Regions from separate parts of the Zea mays genome. Here all the other regions are linked to region 1. The links are chromatin contacts, called in public Hi-C maps. All regions are on one chromosome and are shown on one strand. The core of a region is the stretch at or near the end of the contact, and the rest is flanking DNA. Distances in the headings are between cores, read along the strand shown. Region 1 holds the start of LOC100381416 (Trihelix transcription factor GT-2). Region 2 has its middle 36 kb from the start of LOC103626099. Region 3 has its middle 21 kb from the start of LOC103626101.

What was found. Hi-C and Micro-C count contacts between places; a contact is called where the count stands out from the background.
Region 2: a Hi-C map of leaf mesophyll shows a contact between it and region 1, with 1.9 times the contacts expected there. The contact joins the enhancer-like site here to the promoter of LOC100381416 in region 1. A contact is called at or near these places in 6 of 25 Hi-C or Micro-C datasets (leaf, leaf mesophyll and tassel) and 1 of 3 datasets of contacts at active chromatin or transcription factors (seedling).
Region 3: a contact with region 1 is called in a Hi-C map of bundle sheath, with 3 times the contacts expected there. The contact joins the enhancer-like site here to the promoter of LOC100381416 in region 1. A contact is called at or near these places in 7 of 25 Hi-C or Micro-C datasets (bundle sheath, ear, endosperm and 2 more) and 1 of 3 datasets of contacts at active chromatin or transcription factors (leaf).

What each region holds. Positions count from the first base shown.
Region 1 is chr5:23,050,428-23,054,119 of Zm-B73-REFERENCE-NAM-5.0, reverse strand. LOC100381416 (Trihelix transcription factor GT-2) reads right to left here and starts at 1,250. Exons shown (of 4, transcript NM_001174257.1): 1 at 1,225-1,250; 2 at 676-1,142. The coding sequence starts at 1,079.
Region 2 is chr5:22,974,588-22,977,872 of Zm-B73-REFERENCE-NAM-5.0, reverse strand. No RefSeq gene overlaps it. Among protein-coding and RNA genes, the nearest start is that of LOC103626099, 36 kb to the right of the region's middle. Within about 2 kb of position 1,797, at least 15 of the 20 cell types and tissues checked have an H3K27ac peak or open chromatin away from gene starts, as enhancers often do. A contact at or near this core is called in leaf, leaf mesophyll, seedling and 1 more, where this site is marked.
Region 3 is chr5:23,133,500-23,137,294 of Zm-B73-REFERENCE-NAM-5.0, reverse strand. No RefSeq gene overlaps it. Among protein-coding and RNA genes, the nearest start is that of LOC103626101, 21 kb to the left of the region's middle. Within about 2 kb of position 2,269, at least 18 of the 20 cell types and tissues checked have an H3K27ac peak or open chromatin away from gene starts, as enhancers often do. A contact at or near this core is called in bundle sheath, ear, endosperm and 2 more, where this site is marked.

The sequences.
Region 1 (3,692 bases), core at 1-2,500:
TTTCAACCGTACAAGCAACAACTGTAGTAGCCCTCACACTAAAGTTGCATGCATGTAGTAGAATTTTACTCGATTTGGGCACCCATGGAAAAAGATAAAGAAACTCATATACACAATTAAATACCAATTAAATACAACCATTTTAGTAAGCTAAACAACGCTCATCCCAAGAAGAATGCATAACAGAAGGGGAGGAAGAAACTGGGAATAAAAATTCCCATCTTTTTGCGAGAAATTCAGAGGCCAAAGAGATAAAGCTTGGGATTGATGCCATTGGATCTGAAGAATATTGCTGTCCGTGTCTACTACTCTACTGCTACGTACCTACTGTATTGGAGAGACGAAGAGCTTGGTAAAACACTAGAGCTGATTTTTTTTCCCGGAAAAGTAGCGAAGGAGAGAGCGATATCGAGCTATTTTAAAATGGAAAAGTCACTGTTCTCGTGAAGGATGGTTAAGAAAAAGTAAAAAGAAGTGTTCTTTAGCCGGGTAAGTAATAATTAATTAACTGGGCCTGCTAGCTAAGAAGCTAGCCAAATCGGCGCCAGGGGCCGGTCCCGAAGGCCGTCGAGATTTCATGCGGCATTCCACCGACGAGAATTCCGTTACGGCGGCGCGCCGGGACGACGGCGTGGCGAGTGATTCATGCCGCAATTCAGGTAGCTAGTTACGTACCTGGAGACCTGCTCCCAGAGGGGGGCCTTGAGGGTGGCGTCCCGGAAGGCGGTGTCCATGTCCGACCGGATCTTGAGCAGCTCCAGCGTCTCCTGCCGCGGCCACCGGTTGCCCGCCGAGCCGCCGCTGGCGCCATCCTCACCAGCTGCGGCGGCGGCCAGGCCCTCGGCGTCAAAGCCCACTGCGCCGGCGCCGGACGGGCCGAGCTCGTCATACTGCTGAGCCGGCGCCGGCGCCGGCGGCCGGCTGCTGATGGGCGACGGTGCCTCCGCCAGCGAGATCCGCTGCCCAGCGCCGCCGACCGGCGAGAATGGCAGCGGCATCTCCACCTGCTGTGCGCAGAACTGCTGCGCTGGGCCTCCACCGCTTGCTCCGCCGCCTCCCCCGTGCTGCTGCTGCTGCATGCTTACAGTACAGCTACTGCTCCCGCACACGCGCACTCGTGCACGTCGCCAGGTGTGTTACCACTGGGAAATGGAGGTCATGAAACGATCAGTACATGAGGGGCAGGTGAAAAAGATGGGAGGCAGAGAGGAGAGATAGACGGACCTCAGAGAGGGATAAGAGTGGAGAAGGGAAGGAGGCTAGAGAGGGGGGAAAGGGAAAGAAAGGGAGAAGAGGAAGTAGCCAGAGAAGAAGGGGATGAAGCACTAGTAGTACTACAGGCACGCTGGCAAAAAAATGTACTCTTTCAGCAGGAGGAAGATGAGGATGAAGAAGAGAGAGAAAAGAAATAAGATACCATCAATAAGCAGCCTTCAATAAATAATAGGGAGGATGGGGGAGAGAGAAAGATGAAGAGAATATGATATCTGTGATGAAGGTAAAGGAAGAAGATGGGGGATGTAGGGTGAAGGAGAGAGAAGATGAAATGTTGAGTACTGCGGCAGGGGAGAGAGATGGAGGTGTACAGAAAGATGATGAGTGGGATGATGTGGGAGATAAAACAAACAAGATGCTGCGCTGTCAGAGGGGCTTTACCTCTCTGCCTAATACAACTTGTTAGTAAAACCAAAATGACAGAGGGGAGAGGAGTGTGGGCAAAAAATGGTAGAGAGAGAAGCATGTGAAGCAGGATAGAAAGGGAAGGGAGGGAGTGCTGGAAACTGTTGTGGGATGAGTGAGAAAGGGGTGAGAGAGATGGAAGGAGGCTTGTAATGAAAGAGAGAGGGGGTACAAGTACCCTCTACAAAACTCAATCCCCATGAAGGAATATGTTGGATCCTGTGTTTATCTTAGTTATTTTGCTACATAATATCGTACTAGTCATTTGTTATGCATAAGGTAATTACCTGGGCTTCAAAATACAGTAAATTTTGGATGTGTGTTACCTTATGCAGCATGGAAACAATACGTAACATGCGGTAAATAAATAAATAAAAGTTTTTACATAGTTTCTAATAATATAAATACTAACTAGCCGCTCTCTGGTGGCAAATAGAGCAATCCACGGGCACAAAAAAATTACCTGGACCCAAGTTTAATTTGTAGACGAAAACCCATATTTGAGATAAATAACAGACAAAACTTAACAATAATACATACAAAACAAAATTAGTTAGAGTAGAAAGAAAACAAAATACGGAGAGACAGAAATAAAAGCAGTTGAGTGGATGAGGCGGCAGACAAGGCCACATTATAACAGCTGTAATGTGGGCCCCACAGGCGAGCGAAAGAGGTGCAGAACGTGCGCGGCGATTAACGCGGACCCGCAATCCCCACACACCCAAATCAACCAAACCAAAGCGACCGGCGGGAAGACGCCACTGGCTTGTGGGCCCAAGGCATTCACTGGGCCCATGAGTCATGTGCAAAGGGTGGGGTTCAGATGCGTGCCCAAGTGGAGCAGGGCAGTATAAAAATGGCCATGCATTGACATGCATGTTGAGGTTAATCCCCCACTTTCCAATTAATAAATGTTCATGTGGCCTTTTAAATGATTGTTAGGCATAAAAATCTGGCCGACTAATTAAGGGCCTGTTTGTTTATCCCCCATGGATTATATAATCTAGATTATTTTTGGAGGATTATATAATCTGGATTATATAATCTGGATTATATAATCTAAGTAGTCCTGTTTGTTTACCCAGATTATTTGAGTTGTTAATAGGATTCTTTTGTATGAGGAAGACAAGAATGCCCTCTATATTTGTACTAGGTTGAAACTCATATATGAAAAAAAATAATTCAATTGACATTGGCAAATATTGCATTAGCAATATTATCACGGAAGGCATTCATGTCACCTTCTTCATCCCCAAATTAACTAGTACTAAGCACAAAAACGATTCGGTGGATTATAATGGCAATGGTGGGTAATTTCTAGGAAACTTGAAAGGGTAGTGGGGAAGTGGGAAAAAAATAATCTGAAATAAGCACCTCCTCACTTGCTTATGGATTATCATAATCCAAGGGGTTAGATTATATAATCTGGACAAATAAGCTGGACTGTTTGTTTGCCTCTTAGGATTATTTAATCCAGATTATATAATCTGGGGGTAAACAAACAGGCCCTAAGTTAAGCACTCCAATTATAACACCCCCGGCTAAGTTAAGTGTTAGCCATTTTAACATTTCACGTAGGAATAATTTTTTTAGAACAGAGGGGCTTAAAGGTGCATTGGGACACCGCTATGGCCACGCACCAACATAGGGAAAGTTTGTGCCTTGTACAAATCATTTTTTTCTATTATAAAATAGTATCTCTTGCATCACACCTTTAATACCTAGAATACCTTTTGCCGAGCGTGTTGAATCGAAATGTTCAACGACTTGTAGGTATCACCATATGTTTAAGCTATGAATTTTCATATCTTTTGTACCATAGATATCTTCTTATCTTTATTAAGATATAAGAATTTTCTAGCTATATTCGTGGTTTCAGGTTCGATATATATTTTTGTCAATGCATGTAATGTGTGAACTTTATTTCGGTGCTAACTTTAATTGTGGGGTATCTTGGTTTGACATTGACCAAAAAATTATTGACACATAGATATCACTATATTTAATCATCA
Region 2 (3,285 bases), core at 548-3,047, 77 kb after region 1:
TAGGTGCTAAATTTACATAACTACTACACGCCACTTGGAAATATAGAGAAAAGTGCACCTTTTGGACACACGTAACCACACGTGCGAGCGTAAATAAATAAGTGCTGTAAATAAAAAGATGTGCGGCACGCGTGGCTCCCACGTCCGCCAGCCGGCCTCGTACGCGTAGCCATGGTTGAAGTCTTGAAGAATGGTCAGAGCATCCTTACGCCTAAGAGGCGGGCAGCCAGGTAGTTGGCCTAACGTTTAAACTTTACTTTACAAACAATATAATTTATACTATAAAACAATATAAAATATTGTTTTTAATAAACCATGAGTAGACCGCTGGTGACGGTATAAACGTTGTGTCCTGCTGGTACTGCTAGTAGTATTTGCTTGCTAGTCCCGCGGGCCAGTAACTCACCAGTTTGACCGGCGGCGATCGGCCGACCGATCGTACGTACGGCCGCGCCGGGCATCATTAGCGTCGACGACGCTGTAACTAACGCAGTTACTACCGCACTGACTAGTTTTACCAGGACGACGGCTCGTGCATTTGGAGTCAAATTGCACTACTGTTCGTCCTAGCGGCGGGTGACTGACAGTGAACGCTGCCACTGCTAATGGCGACAAACAAGGCCTTGCCTTACACGTAGGAAGGCCAGGAAGAGTTGGTCTTCTTTTAATTACCATGTATGCATGGCAGCTGGTGGCTGGCTGCTGTGGAAATGTGGACGGGATCGATCGTGCGGTCGGGGAAGAAGAAGAGCACGGTTTCGCGTCGCGTGCGTGCGTGCAGACAGAAACCTAGCCTTATTATCACGGTTGTTTGTTCGGTTTTTTCCACGACGTTTGCACGCGCTAGCTGACCACAGTTCCCATGGTCGTTTCGATTTGACGTGGTTCTTGTCAGCTTCCAATTTGCATTGGTAAGATGTTGCGCGCGCGTTCTCCAGAAAAAGGATGCCTGATGATGTTTTTCCCATGCATGTTTGATACTGGAGTGCGCGCGGCGCATAAATCTGAATTGCCTTGCTCCGGTTTGCCGAGATCTAGTGTGTGGTCTGGGTGCTTCAGTAGTATGAAATGCGAGGACTAGCTAGAAGCTTTGTGAGTATATGCAGTTTCCTTTTCCTAGATCTTAATAGTTGGAAACTAAGGCTGTCTCTAGCAACGTTCTCTATATTCATTCTCTATATTCGTCATTTACAGTCTCCTCTAAAAGATTCCATCATCTATATCTTCTTGCTCTCCAACAACGTCCTCTAAATCACGTCCTCTATACTCAAATATCTATATTATAGACATTTTTTATTTTTATTTTTTGTACATACGTATTTGTCATACTTTTAAATGTATTGTACATATTTTAGTTTTGCTAAACCGGTTATTTAAAGTATTCAATTGGATAAAGGACCGTTTAGAGCTAGAAACTCTACATATAGAGAATCCAGCAGCGTCCTCTAAATTTAGAGGACCGTTTAGAGGACGCTGTTGGAGAGCGTAGAAGACCATTTGATACTCTATATTTAGGGTACAGAACTCTTTAGGGTCCTTTACTGGAGCTAGCCTAAGCGCGCAAGTCAGTTTTCGCACACGTATATTATATATATATGGTGGACTAGCTATACGTATACGTACGTGTATTTGTATTAGCCGTCGTGTTTTACAAACGATGTCTTCCTTAGGAGCATGCATGCGAGAGAGGTAAGCTGCTAGCTGACGCGAAAGCATCGATCTCGCTGTCAGCAGCATGCTGGTGGCGTCACTGTTGGCCACCTTCACGGCAACAGCGGCTAGCAACTGAGCGGATTGACCAGCCACTGAGGTTGCGCCAGCTGCCATCACGTACGTACGCGGTCTCACGCATCATGCAAAGCCGAATTCTCCACATCCATCTCATTCTCCCTCTACAGGTAGCTATCGAGAGGCCGCCGGTCGTGGACGCAGCGGCCAGCGGCCGACTAAGGGCATGTTCGGTTGTACCGGAATGAGCCAGGATTCATTTCAGCTCATCAAAATCTATATAAATTAGAGAAGTAATCCGGCTAGAAATTAATCCGGGGTTCTAATCCGGAAAAATCGAACAGGGTCTAAACTGTGGGAAAATAGTGGCGTTTTCCCGGCCGTAAGATGAAGACACGAGGCCCCCAGCGGAATTAGAGATGGCAATGGGTAAAAACCCGCTGGGTATTACTTGCCCAAATCCGTACCCGCGAAGAAAAAATACGCCCGCTAAGAAACTCATACCCATGACGGGTATAAAAATTTGCCCAAACCCATACCCATGCGGGTTTCGGGTACCCAACGGGTTTCCCATACCCACTAACATCAACATAAAAAATAAATCATCATGTAAATGACAATCAATACATTAATAAGCTAGCATAAAAAGAACAAGTGATAACTAATTTAGGCTAAAATTTGTTACATGAAGTTTATTTCAATTAGAACATATTCAATTAATAATATTATGAGACATATTTATAAGGAATGTTGATTTTAAGGCGGGTTTTAAAAACCCATGGGTTTACGGGTATGGGTAGTGGAAGAACAAACCCATGCCCACATACCCGTTGGGTTTCCATTTGAACCCATTAACAAACCCATGGGTATAGAAATTGACCCAAACCGATACCCTAATAGAGCAAAAACCCACCGGGTTTCGGGTAGCGGGTACCCATTGCCATCGCCTCCTCCACCTGCACCTGCATGCTTTTGCGACCCTCTTGTCACTGGTGGTTCAGTTCAGTTCAGTTCAGCCAAAGCTTTTTACGGTTGCAACAACACCAAGCCATGAATACCTGCGCATCCCAATTATTAATTACTGCATGGATGGATACAACCAGCGGCACCCAAGTACCCACCATCTGTAAAACTGTAGAGATTCTACGGCCTCATGCATGCAACCGATAGATGACGCAGCTGATCTGAAAGCAGTTACACGGTTCTGAACTGACTGTGATGCGACGTACTCCACTGGAAACGATACGGTTCTGACTGATCGATTTCTGAAACACACACCCCGCATGACTGCTGAAACGAACGAAAAGGCCAGGCAGTCAGTCACTCGTCGTCTGACATTGAACGAAAAGTACATGGTTGAAGGAAAACATATATTTAATTAGATTCAATATATACGGACATAGGTTTGTATAATACATTTGTTGTTTCACAATGGGAAAGGTAAAGAGCAGTGCATTAGTTTATAGTTTCCACAGGTTGCATTGTATATGGACGGGATTGGAGCGTGTGAGGGTTCGCGCGCAGCGGAAGCCGGCACCAAACAGCAGCAAGCTAAGC
Region 3 (3,795 bases), core at 1,020-3,519, 82 kb before region 1:
TATAATAGTTTCTGGACTCTGATTCTTATCCGCCAAGTTGAGTGACTCGAGATCCTGTTCTTGTGATCTCTTCAGGACGTCTCTACTAATTTCATTAGAACCAATTATACATTTAACGTTGCTCACTGCTTCCAGTATTCTGTATCTGAATGCCAAGCATCTGGTACAAAAATTTACGAACACCTGACCTGTAAAGAGCCAAGCCAGATAATAATGATCAGATGCAATTATTCTATTCGACACGACAGCGTGTTTACTATGCTTCATTCGTATTTCATATGACATGCTGTTCTAAGGAAAAGAGCTTATACTTCAATGGTTTCATCCACATGTTTATTTCAGGTGAAAAATCTTAAGACTGGCATCTGCCGCTTGAGAATTTGTTTGACTCATTCATATCAGAACTATGCTACATCAATCCGTTAGGGGCAACTTGGTGGGGATCTTCCTATTTTGTGTTATGCAGTAATCATCAAAAGGTTTTATTTAATGTATATATATATATATATGTAAGCCCTACAGTCGTTTGTTATCTAGCTTCAACTTTAAATTAGCACCACCAAAGTAGTGCAACTGTAAGTATGGCTTGTGAAAGTGACCCCTCAAAGGCCAACCCACTCGTATGGCTGGAAAGTTGCTAGAATCTGTATGCTCATTGTTCCCATCAGCAAACAGTAGGTTGCTATATTTCTAGGGCATCAAGATTCATCACACAGTTCCTACTGTGGTGTTCAATTCCCTTTTGAGCTCTAAGGCCAACCCTGGAATTAGCTAATCAATCACGTCCAAATGTATTTTAACCGTAACACTTACTAAATGATAGGATGGCACATTGATGATGACCATGACTAGCCTAGCCTGATACCTGGTAGCTAGTGAAAGATGGTGTAGATAGGCATCAAAGTTAAAATGATAAAACCTGTTGCTTTCTAAAGGGACCGGGACTCTACCAATATGGAATATCTATCTTCAACATCATCCCTGGAATTACTGAACTCAAGTCCTACATACACGTGGTACAGGATGCTGACCAAAGATTCACTAATTGCAGTTCTTTGGCACGCGTAGTTTTGCTTTGAACTTTCATGTTCTGTAATCTGTAGTGAGTTCCTGTTCGTAACAAGGCCAGTTAGCGCAAGCAATAATCCATGTAAGCCGGATGCCCTCGCTAATTTCTTTTACCGTAGTAGAGATACCGCCACACCTTACCATTACTTAAAGTAAAGCACTGTTTGAGTACAGAAGTACAGGGTACAGACGAACGGAGGAAGGAAGGTGGTGATAATCTTAGCTCTAGGAGGGGGTGGAATGGTTGGTTACAAGGCCATGTGCAACGAGAGGGACACAAGCGGGGAACAGGGGTTGCACGGGATAACATGGGAGCCATGTCTCTCCATGTTGCTAGTGCGTATCTGTGTATAGCTTTCACTGTTGGCTGGACCGCTCTGGCAAGTGAATAACTGCAACAACTCATAATTCCGGCTTCCATCTCCAACCCCTTTTTCCTGCCTATATTAGCAAACGAAGGAAATGGAAGTTTTACAATTTCCTCCCTTTTTGCAGATCATGTTCTGATTGGCAGTCATCGTCGTGGTCGTGGCACAGTGAAAGCTACCTTGCACTCAGCTTCGAGGTTCGAATATTCGGACAGCTTGCCATTCTATTATTGTTATTGTTACCCTATTGAACTCAGCTTGGAGATGCAAGGGAGGAACTGTACATGTCGCCAGCGGCTGTTACTGATTGCTTAAATGGATATCTGGAAGAGTTGTAATGCCCTGCGGCTGTTACTACTCAAGTGTGTGCTTTAGGTGACGGTACCTTTTGTGAAACCACGGGGAATCTTTGCGGTAAGACCATGATAACACTGAGGAATAGCACTTTAATCTGGCCAGAAGGAAACTCACAGCTCTGCTCTGGTGGTCACACGGGCAGGACAGGATATCCTCATTTTTTGGTACGACCAAATTCTGTGAGTCTGAAACTTCAGAGGTGTCCAAGACAGCAATCACTTGGAGACCGAAGCCAATTTTTGAGCTTGGTGAATTGTTTTCAGCAGAGTCGTGGTGGGCGTTGGAGCATTGTTTTCAGCAGCCGGTCCTAAGCCTTCACTTGCTGGACAGTTGCTGCTTCAAAAGGCCAGTGTTGCGCACCATACAGCTTTTGTACAACCGCACAAGGGCAGGAATTGTGGAGGGACCAACAGTGGGCAAAGGAAAAAGGATACCACGTCGAGCCAATGACGGGTCCCGACCCGGCCTGGACAAGAACAACCTTGGAGGTTTGCTGCAGCTAGCAGCTGGGATGGTCCTCCCAGGCACACAGCGCAGAGCCAGGGCAGTGCTGTCTCTTTCCTCCCAAGAAAGAAGCTTCCAGATTTATCTGTGATTAACTTCGCTCTTGGGTGAAAGAGGAGGATGATGGGACAGGGAGGCTCTGAGTTGCTGGGAAGCTATTCATCAGTTCCTTCAGCGGCAAGCTCTAATTATTCGGCGGGCTTAGGACTTAGGAGTCACGTCTCGGCATGTGATTCGGTATCGGAGGTACGCGCGCGAGCCTTCTGGCTTAACCCTGGCGTGTGGTCCAGCGGCACAAGCCACAAGCTTCTGCTAGATTTGCTGTTCCATCTCGCAATCTTGAATGGCTCTGCTTCATATGTTACTCGCAAGCTTGAAGAGAACAAAGCCACGAAAGAAAGAATTTTTTATTTGTCGTGGTTTAGTTTAAAAAATAAACTAGTGGACGACAAATATTTATGTAGTATATGTTTAGATGGTCTCCAGCAACACGGGTGGGACCATACGTGTTTATCTGGACCATCATTGTTACCGTGGCTCACTGGCATGGAGTGTTTGAATGCATTAGATCTGATAGTTAGTGGTTAAAACTAGATGAAGATATCCAAATATCCTAGATAATAGTTTAATAATTATCTATTTTTAATAAATTAGGTAATAGTTAACTATATATTTGTTAGCTAGTTAATTTCACTATTAATTTTTTAACCAATTAGATCTAGCGCCGTCAGGGTGTGTAAAAAACGTGCCGTTTTTAGTTAATGACGTGGTATGGTCTCATGAATAGTCGAAATTGCTACTGATTGCTGTTAGAATCTGCCTTCGTAAAATTACTGGCCGGTGCGTCTAGATGCTGCCATGCACGCACGCACAAGTAATCTGTGTTGTTGTGTGACGCTGACACCACAGAACACGACACGCATAGGCATAGCTCCCGCGCCCGGTACCGGGAGGGAGCTCTCTTCTTTCTATGCCCGTGCTGGGCTGCGGTGGAAAAGCCGCAACTTTTCCGGGGTTTATTATTATATATATATGTATACATCTTTATATATATGCCGTGTGTCAGTGCAGTGTTAAGAGTTAACACATATATGTACATACAAATTAATATATTTATATTGTAGCAGATCAAAAGAAACTGTCACATCATGGTGTCGCTGTCGGGCGGCGGAGCGCAAGCCATTAAAGAAATTCAGCCTGGCACACTTACCGCCCCACATGCTTATCATTTGCGTTTGCGTCGCGACCCAATCATTTTAGCGTCACCTTTTCTTGCCCAAGGGACGATGCTCTTTTCCTCTTTACCGGCCAGTTTGTCACCCTAGGACGCATGATGCGTTCTTGATGCCATCACTATTCACTAGTACCCCTACTCCTTAGCTTCGCGCCGACATGCATATGCTGATATGTACGCGTGCATGCATGTCAGTGTTAAGGGTATTAGATTATATAGTACTTGGTTTGCTTAATTAACCCCACCGAGAAAAAAACTGAAAGT